Regions from separate parts of the Macaca mulatta genome. Here region 1 is linked to region 2. The links are chromatin contacts, called in public Hi-C maps. All regions are on one chromosome and are shown on one strand. Each heading gives the region's core, a stretch centred on a gene start, on an enhancer-like site or on the middle of the called end of the contact. The rest is flanking DNA. Distances are from core to core; before and after follow the strand shown.

The links. Hi-C and Micro-C count contacts between places; a contact is called where the count stands out from the background.
Region 1: a Hi-C map of fibroblasts shows a contact between it and region 2, with 2.6 times the contacts expected there. The contact joins two enhancer-like sites. A contact is called at or near these places in 2 of 14 Hi-C or Micro-C datasets (blood and fibroblasts).

Annotation. Positions count from the first base shown.
Region 1 is chr1:125,126,787-125,130,251 of T2T-MMU8v2.0, forward strand. No RefSeq gene overlaps it. Among named protein-coding and RNA genes, the nearest start is that of TSPAN2, 50 kb to the right of the region's middle. Within about 2 kb of position 2,040, at least 3 of the 40 cell types and tissues checked have an H3K27ac peak or open chromatin away from gene starts, as enhancers often do.
Region 2 is chr1:124,966,361-124,970,237 of T2T-MMU8v2.0, forward strand. The region is part of intron 1 of NGF (nerve growth factor); the gene reads left to right. Among named protein-coding and RNA genes, the nearest start is that of NGF, 35 kb to the left of the region's middle. Within about 2 kb of position 2,136, at least 8 of the 40 cell types and tissues checked have an H3K27ac peak or open chromatin away from gene starts, as enhancers often do.

The sequences.
Region 1 (3,465 bases), core at 790-3,289, 160 kb after region 2:
TAGTAGGTCTCATTGGTAGACCACATTTACTCTTTCCAACTTGCTCAAGAACAGCCTCTGCAGCAACGCTGTCCTCTCCTCCCATAGCCCCCTCCTTATGCATATTTCTATCCATGCTGGGACACTGGATTGTAATCACTGGTTTCCATGGCTCTCTCTTTCACAGATGATGAATGCCTCAAGAATAAGAGCGATGTCTCACTGACGTTTGTATCCCCAGCTCCTAGGGCTAGAGACATAGAATGCCTAGACTTCTATGTAGCTGGCCATGGAATGTCCCCAGCAGATGTAAAACTAACCACTTGCATTTTTATTTAACATTCTGATTGTGTGCCCCAAACTACAGGATGATCCTTCAGTGTTTTGGTGGGAACTGGAGTCTCCAAGAGCTAAATTAGCTGCCAGAAAAGAACTGTTTGCCATACACTGGAGACCCATCATCTCCTTCTGTGTTCCCAGCTTTTCATAAATGCCACTTCAGACTGTGGGATAGGCAGGTAAGAAGGTGGGCCACTCAACTTGTCCAGCAATGTCTTGTTTTCATGAAGTCATAGAACCTCAGAATTGAAAGGATCCCAGAAGCCATCACAGCCTTCCACCTAGGGCAGAACACCCCTACATTCCTTACAGATGCTCATCCAAACTCAGTAGGTCTCACCTCATCCTGGTGAGGAAGCCTGGCCTGCTCTTGACTGGTTATTAGAAAAATGCTTCCTCATTTAACCCAGGTAATCCCAGCGTTCCATGTATTCCTGTCTCAACACAATCTCATTCAAATAAGAGTCTAACAACCTAGAGTAGGTGAAAATGCAATTCAAAACATGCTGGGAGTTCTCAAAAATAACGAAAAAGCAATCATCCTCTTACGGTCCTCTTTCCTCATGTTTCTCTTTGGATCTCCTACTCAGTGTAGAGGCTCCCAAAACTCTCCCTCTTCTGACCATTCCCAACCAAGCCCGAAAGTAGGCTGCAGCCTTTCTCCACAAGACCCCCACCCCTATCCTGCACAACTAATGATGGTAGATACTCTCAGCCTCTCTTGCTTTTTAATTTTCTATTGTTTCCTCTCTTACCCCTCTCCCCAGATTCTACTCTACAAAACAGATCCCAGGAGCTTCTTTAGTATTGACAACACTTATTTTTAAAATTCTTTATAACATGTTGATGCAAATAGAAGCATCTGCATGTCAGGAAGCTGTCATACTTCTCTAATGTCTTTTCTTCTCCAGTCTACACCACCCCCATTTCTTCAACTGACCCTCCAATGGCACAGCTCCCAGAGCCCCAGCACTCCGATGTGGATAATAGTAATTATCCACAATAATTCAAGCGTGGTTTCACAACACATAAGACCGTGGAACTCCATGAAAAAGAAGCTTTATGAATGAAGCTGAAAAATGCATTACTTTTTACCACATTTTCTTCAAAAAAAAAAATAAAAAGTACAACCCTGTTCAAAACTGGACACTAACTTTCCGAGGCCCCACCACACTCCCATAAATAGGCATGTTGTGAGTAGAACGCCGATGGACGCGTGCCCTTAGCACGACAGGCGAGGCCGAGCACTCCTAGGAAGGCCACTGTGTGGGGTGACTTGAGGGTCTCTAGGGCAATCCCATCCTTCCCATCAAAAATATCCCCACCACCAGGACACATCACTGTGCCACGTCACTCAAAGGTATTAAAAGCAGTGGTAAGTCACAACTATCTGAGCAGCAGGAAGTCACTCTCAGCAATGGACACTAATTAGGGTCTTAACTGAAGTTATTTCAGATATTATTGGCTACCACTAAAGGAAGTAGGAAAAGTTCTGAATCTGCCATAGGTGAAGGTTGTGTACCTCCAGGGGGAGCATGAGGTGAGGTGAAGTGAGGGTAAGGCAAGGAGAGAAACAAAGGATCTGTGTGAAGAGAATGATGGCGCCTGTTAAGGGACTGGCCTGAGCCTAAGTGTGCCTGTGCAGCTTGGCTCAAGCTGCCAGCAACGGGAACCTAGCTGGTTTCACAAGGCTCCCAGGTGGAGCCACACTGCTGGCGGCCTCCAGTGAAGCACACGACCAGAGTGCCCTCTAGCGGGGGGAACGAGCGCTCACCACCCCTCAGGTCCAGGTATTAATAGATCAGCATGGACTTGAATTTTCCATTACCCTGCTTCAGTCATTCAGTCAACGAGCACTGGTGGAATTCCCACTATGTGCTAAACACTATGATAAACACCAGGGGGACGTGTGAATAGGCATGATCGCCACTCCCAAGAGGTTTATGGCCAGACTGAGGGGATGGGACGAGTCAGGGCAGGCGTGTGCGCCAAGGATGCAGGCTTGCAAAGGCAGAAGGGGTGGATGGGCCAGGAAGGTCTTCCCAAGAGAGCTGACCCTCATGCTGAGGAGATGTTTGCTGGACAGACAAGTGGGGGGTGGGCATTAGCACAAGCTGGAGATGTTCTGACGCCACCTGGAGATAAAGAAGGTGGGGGTCATGGCCAGAAAGGAAGCTGGAGAGGGGTGTACAGGGGGAGATCATGGAGAGCCTGGCCTTCATTCTAAAGATGACAGGAAGCCACAGAGGCATCAATCAATTTTGCAGATTTATAAAAGGATCACTCTGGTAAAGGGAGCAGCAGCTGAACTGCAGGGAAGCAAAATAGATGCCAAGTTTAAAAACGAAGGCCTAAATTAGGATCAAGATGAGGGAACGGCAAGGGGGAACAGATGCGAAGGAAAGAAGGTCAGCAGGACTTGGCGCAGATTGGGTGTGGAGGGTAAAGGAAATAGAAGGGTCTCCACTGTTAGTGGAGAGGGGACTCGACTAACTCAGCTCCAGTTTGGGAGGCTAGCTTGATGGTGATGTCATTCGTCAAGCTAGGAGTAAAGGAGAAGGAGCGGGTTAAGAAGAGAGATGGTAAGTTCAATTCTGAACATGCAGAATTGCATATGCTTGCCAGGGACACCAAGAGGAAATTCTGGGAGGTAACTGGTAATTGACTGTTGGGTCTGAAGCACTGGGAACTGATCTGGCAGTTGGCAGTGACCTATGGCATTGGAAGGGAAAAGCTCTCTCAAGGTAAGCATTCAACATGAAGAGAGAAAAGAGCTGAGGACAGACCCTAAGGGAAAGCTCATGTTGAAGAGGCAATCAGAGAAAGAGCAGTCCCCATGGAGACTAAGGAGATTGAGGTGGAAAGAGAACAAGAAAAGAGCTGAAGCCAGAAAAGAGGGAGCCGCAAGAAGAAGGGTATGACCAACCTCATGAAATGGCTACCAAGACAATGTCTTGCAATGAGTTGAGTTAATGGGCATGAGAGAGGGAGTTTTGTCTTGCCGGCATTCAGCTTTGTGATCTTTTCAATTTGGATTCTTAAAATGTCAGTTTTGTTTCCCTCTACCACTCTCTGTTCAGGACACTCAGTTAAACTATTTCTTAGGGAATGCAAACCCTTGGTTTGGTAACACCTGTCACAAGACTA
Region 2 (3,877 bases), core at 886-3,385:
AATTTCACACATAAAATATAGGTCATTCTATCCTTATTAACACTTCTAATACAGCCTAAGCTGTAGGCCAAAGAAGACTCTTGGGGATTTCTATCCTATCCCTGCCTTTTCTTCCTACAAACCCAAACTCAAACTCACAATTTTGGCATACTCACCCTAGTGACCCAGCAGTCACTAGGAGCTCCCCATTCAGTCTGAACCAGTGACTGAGGAAAAAAGAAGCTGTCTAGGCCTCCTCCTCAGACAGCTGTCCTGCCACTTCTCCCGCTGCGTGGAAGGGCCAGGAGACAGCCATGCTCAGGGCCTGGCCTTTAACTCCCAGAACACCTCTCTTAGAAGTGGGAGTCGTTGCTGTCATGGAATTGGACTAACCAGAGGAGTGCCTCCTTCTGGAGGCTGAGAGGAGAGGTCAGAGAGGGTGTTCCCTTCTTTTAGAGGCCTAAGCACAAAGTCCACTTGTCTTCAGATGTGAAGAAATGGAAAAACTCAACATGGTCTGCAAAAATTGTGTACCTGCCTTTAATAGATTGCATCAGGCAAATGGAAGAGCCTTTCTCATGTTGGAGGACCAAGATACGTAATCCCTTACCTGCTTTTAAAAATATGGCCAGGCGCAGTGGCTCATGTCTATAAACCCAGCACTTTGGGAGGCTGAGGTGGGCAGATCACCTGAGGTTAGCAGTTTGAGACCAGCCTGGCCAACATGGTGAAACCTCATCTCTACTAAAAATACAAAAAAAGAAAAAGAAAAAATCAGCCAGGCATGGTGGTGTACTCCTGTAATCCCAGCTACTTGGGAGGCTGAGGCAGGAGAATTGCTTGAACCCAGGAGGCGGAGGTTGCAGTGAACCGAGATGATGCCACTGCAGTCCAGCCTGGGTGACACAGCAAAACTACATCTCGAAGAAGTAAAAAATACTTGTGTGTGTATGTGCACATGTCTATATATAAATGTTCTTGTGACCATTACAGGTATTGCTCTTTTGAGATAATTCTAAGATTTATCAAGGTCTAAACTGAAAAATGTTATAACCAACATTATTGGAAATACAAAGCTGACAAAAGAAAAGAAAAATCTCAGGAGAAAGAAAGGAAAAAACAGCCCCAGAATGAGTGCTAGAAAATAGTATAATGAAATTTATGGAGAATCAGGAATATTGATTTCTAGATCTAACTCTATTCACCAGTCAGTTGGAGGTTATATGGACCTACACAATTCATTTAATTACTCTGGAAGAGACTAAATGACCTCAAGGTTCAGCTATCTTCTGCCTCTGGTGATTCTACTTATGGCCTATGAGGAGGTCTTGGAGAACACTGGTAAAACTTCCATGACTCCAAAGTTCTTCAACCCTTTAGAGGTGATGGGGATGGTGACGATGGTAGTAATATTAATGGCAGTGTTGATGGTGGGGGTGGTAATCGTGGCAAAATGTTGGAAGTGATAGTGCTGGTGGTAGCGATAGGATGTTGGTGGTGAGGAAGTGTTGGGGAAGATGGTGGTGGTGATAATGATGGAGGAGGTGATAGTGGTGATGGTGATGGAGAAAGTAGTGGTGATGATGGTGTTGGAGGAGGTGATAGTAGTGATGGTAATGGAAGAAGTGGAGGCAGTGATGGTGGTAGGGGTGGTGGTGGTTGTTGAGGATAATGCTGCCATGCTTTGTGGATCTAAATTCTATACTTGACCTATCTAAATGCTGTGATAGATTTCAGAAGTGGGCAGAGAGGGAAAGCACTTAGGTCCTGGGACTTAATGAATACAGGTGCACAAAGAGCATTGGTACTGGTCTCTGCCCATAACCATCATATGTGCCTTTTGAAGTTATTCTTCTGTTTGGGACAATGCAGGCAAAACATACATGCTCAGGCAGATACACAGTGTTCTACTGGTTGTGAAATTTTCGGTGTTTGTTTGTTGAGGTTTTTTGTTTTATTTATTAAATTTTAATTTATTTTTGCTTTTTATTCCTCCAAAGTTTGAATCCTTATTTTGAGAATACAGGAATCAGGTCTGTGGAAAGAAGGAAAAGTTGAAATAGCCAAAAAGAAAGCAGGGCTGAAAGTGCTGGACACAGATGAGGGGACACAATACAGGGAGATGACAAAGGGGAAAAGCATCCTCACACGCATGAGACCAAACTGTGGTTTAGGCAGAGCTTAAAAGTAACCACCAGTGTGCAACCACACAGGATAGGTACATGGCCCTGGGACAAAAGGTGAGAGCTGGAGCCAGTCCTGGTGGCTGCAGTGCAGAGGGAGCTGGGGCAGTCAGTCTAGCGCCTACCTTCCTGGGGACAAAAGGCGACACTCTCTAGACCAGACAAGGCAGAAAGAGTCCCTGGAGGGCCTTTGAGGTGCAGCTTCCTTTACAGACAGAGGCCTGGTGCCAGAAACTCGGCTGATTCACAAAGGAGTGAAATGCTAACAAATGGTTTTCATTATCATCATGCAGTCTCCACCCTCATTCTGTATGTGTACTGTGTTTTTTTCTTTCTTTTTTTCATCTTTTCATGGGTTGTAACTAAACAATGAGGTGATTGCCATCCCAGTGGATTGCACAACATAACCAGCGGCTGGGTTGGAGCATAGCCTTCTCCAAGGAAATTCTAGACAAGAAAAATGAACAAGCTGGAAGTAAGGAGGGTGTTTGTTTTGCACAACACCTGTGTACACTTTTAGGGCTCATAAAGAAGGGTCTTAGATTCTTAGTTCCTCTGAGGCCCACCTGTCAGGCCACCAATGTGGCACTCTCCTTCTTAAATAAAACACTAAATAGCCAAAGTAAAAGGGAGGCTCGCCCAGTTATCCAAGAAGGTGAATTGGGACCACTTGTTATTTCCCAGTATAACATGAAATAATGATTTACTTGGGTTGAATAAACTGGCGCAGCTGTGGGAAGAGTCTTCAATTCTGTTCAATAAACATTCATTAAGTGCCTACACTGGGACAGCCCCACAGATAGAAATACACTTAAGACCTCAAGAAGTTAATCCAGCAGATGCCTAAACTTGTCCCAAATCCCTGGATAACCAAGTATAAATGTGATCATGAGGATATCTTCCATGTTGTATTCTCCTTGTGATTCACTTTTCCTGCAAGGCAGCAATTACTTAAGAAAAGATGCTATTAACTTTACAGTGCCTGGCAAGTTTTAGTGACAGCTAAACATCGCAGCGCTCCGATGAACACAGCCATAGCTGGAGCAGCTTCCTCCCTCTGACTGCGACATGGCTGAAGAAAATGGATCATTTCAAAAACAAATGTTTCAGTTTGTTACTCAGCATCTTTGTTGGCAAATGATTGCAGATAATCGCCCCACAGCTGCAGGCTGAGCAGTCTACAATTGCTCGGTTCCACTGAGCATGTGCATGGCCAGCCATTCCAATCACAACTGGGACACAAAGTGGTGATTTCTTCCTGCCAGAGAGGGCCAGATGGGGGCATGGGATGAACAGGAGGCATCACTTTCTCTTCTGCACCCAGATCTGCCACTAACTAGCTGCCTGATTCTGGCCAAATGTCTTTAATGATATTAATAAGAGTAGCTGATATTTATGTAGCACCAACTAGGTGTCAGGCACTGGGCTAAATGCTTATTCAATTTAACCCTCTCAATAACCCAATATGGAGGGTATAATTGTTCTGATTTTTGAGAGAAGATGTTGAGGGGCAGAGAGGTTAAGTCTCTTGCTGAAGATTGAGAAGTGTGGTGATTGAGAAGGAAAACTGTCTGCTCTCATCTCTGGAATTTCTAATTACCCACAATGTTCTGGGTCTCTAGAGACAGATGCTCTCTGTGAGTCTCTCGTTAGCTCCGGAGTAAATTTCCCCAATGCAGAGTTTTTATTTTGTTCATGTTGTCATTATCAAATAA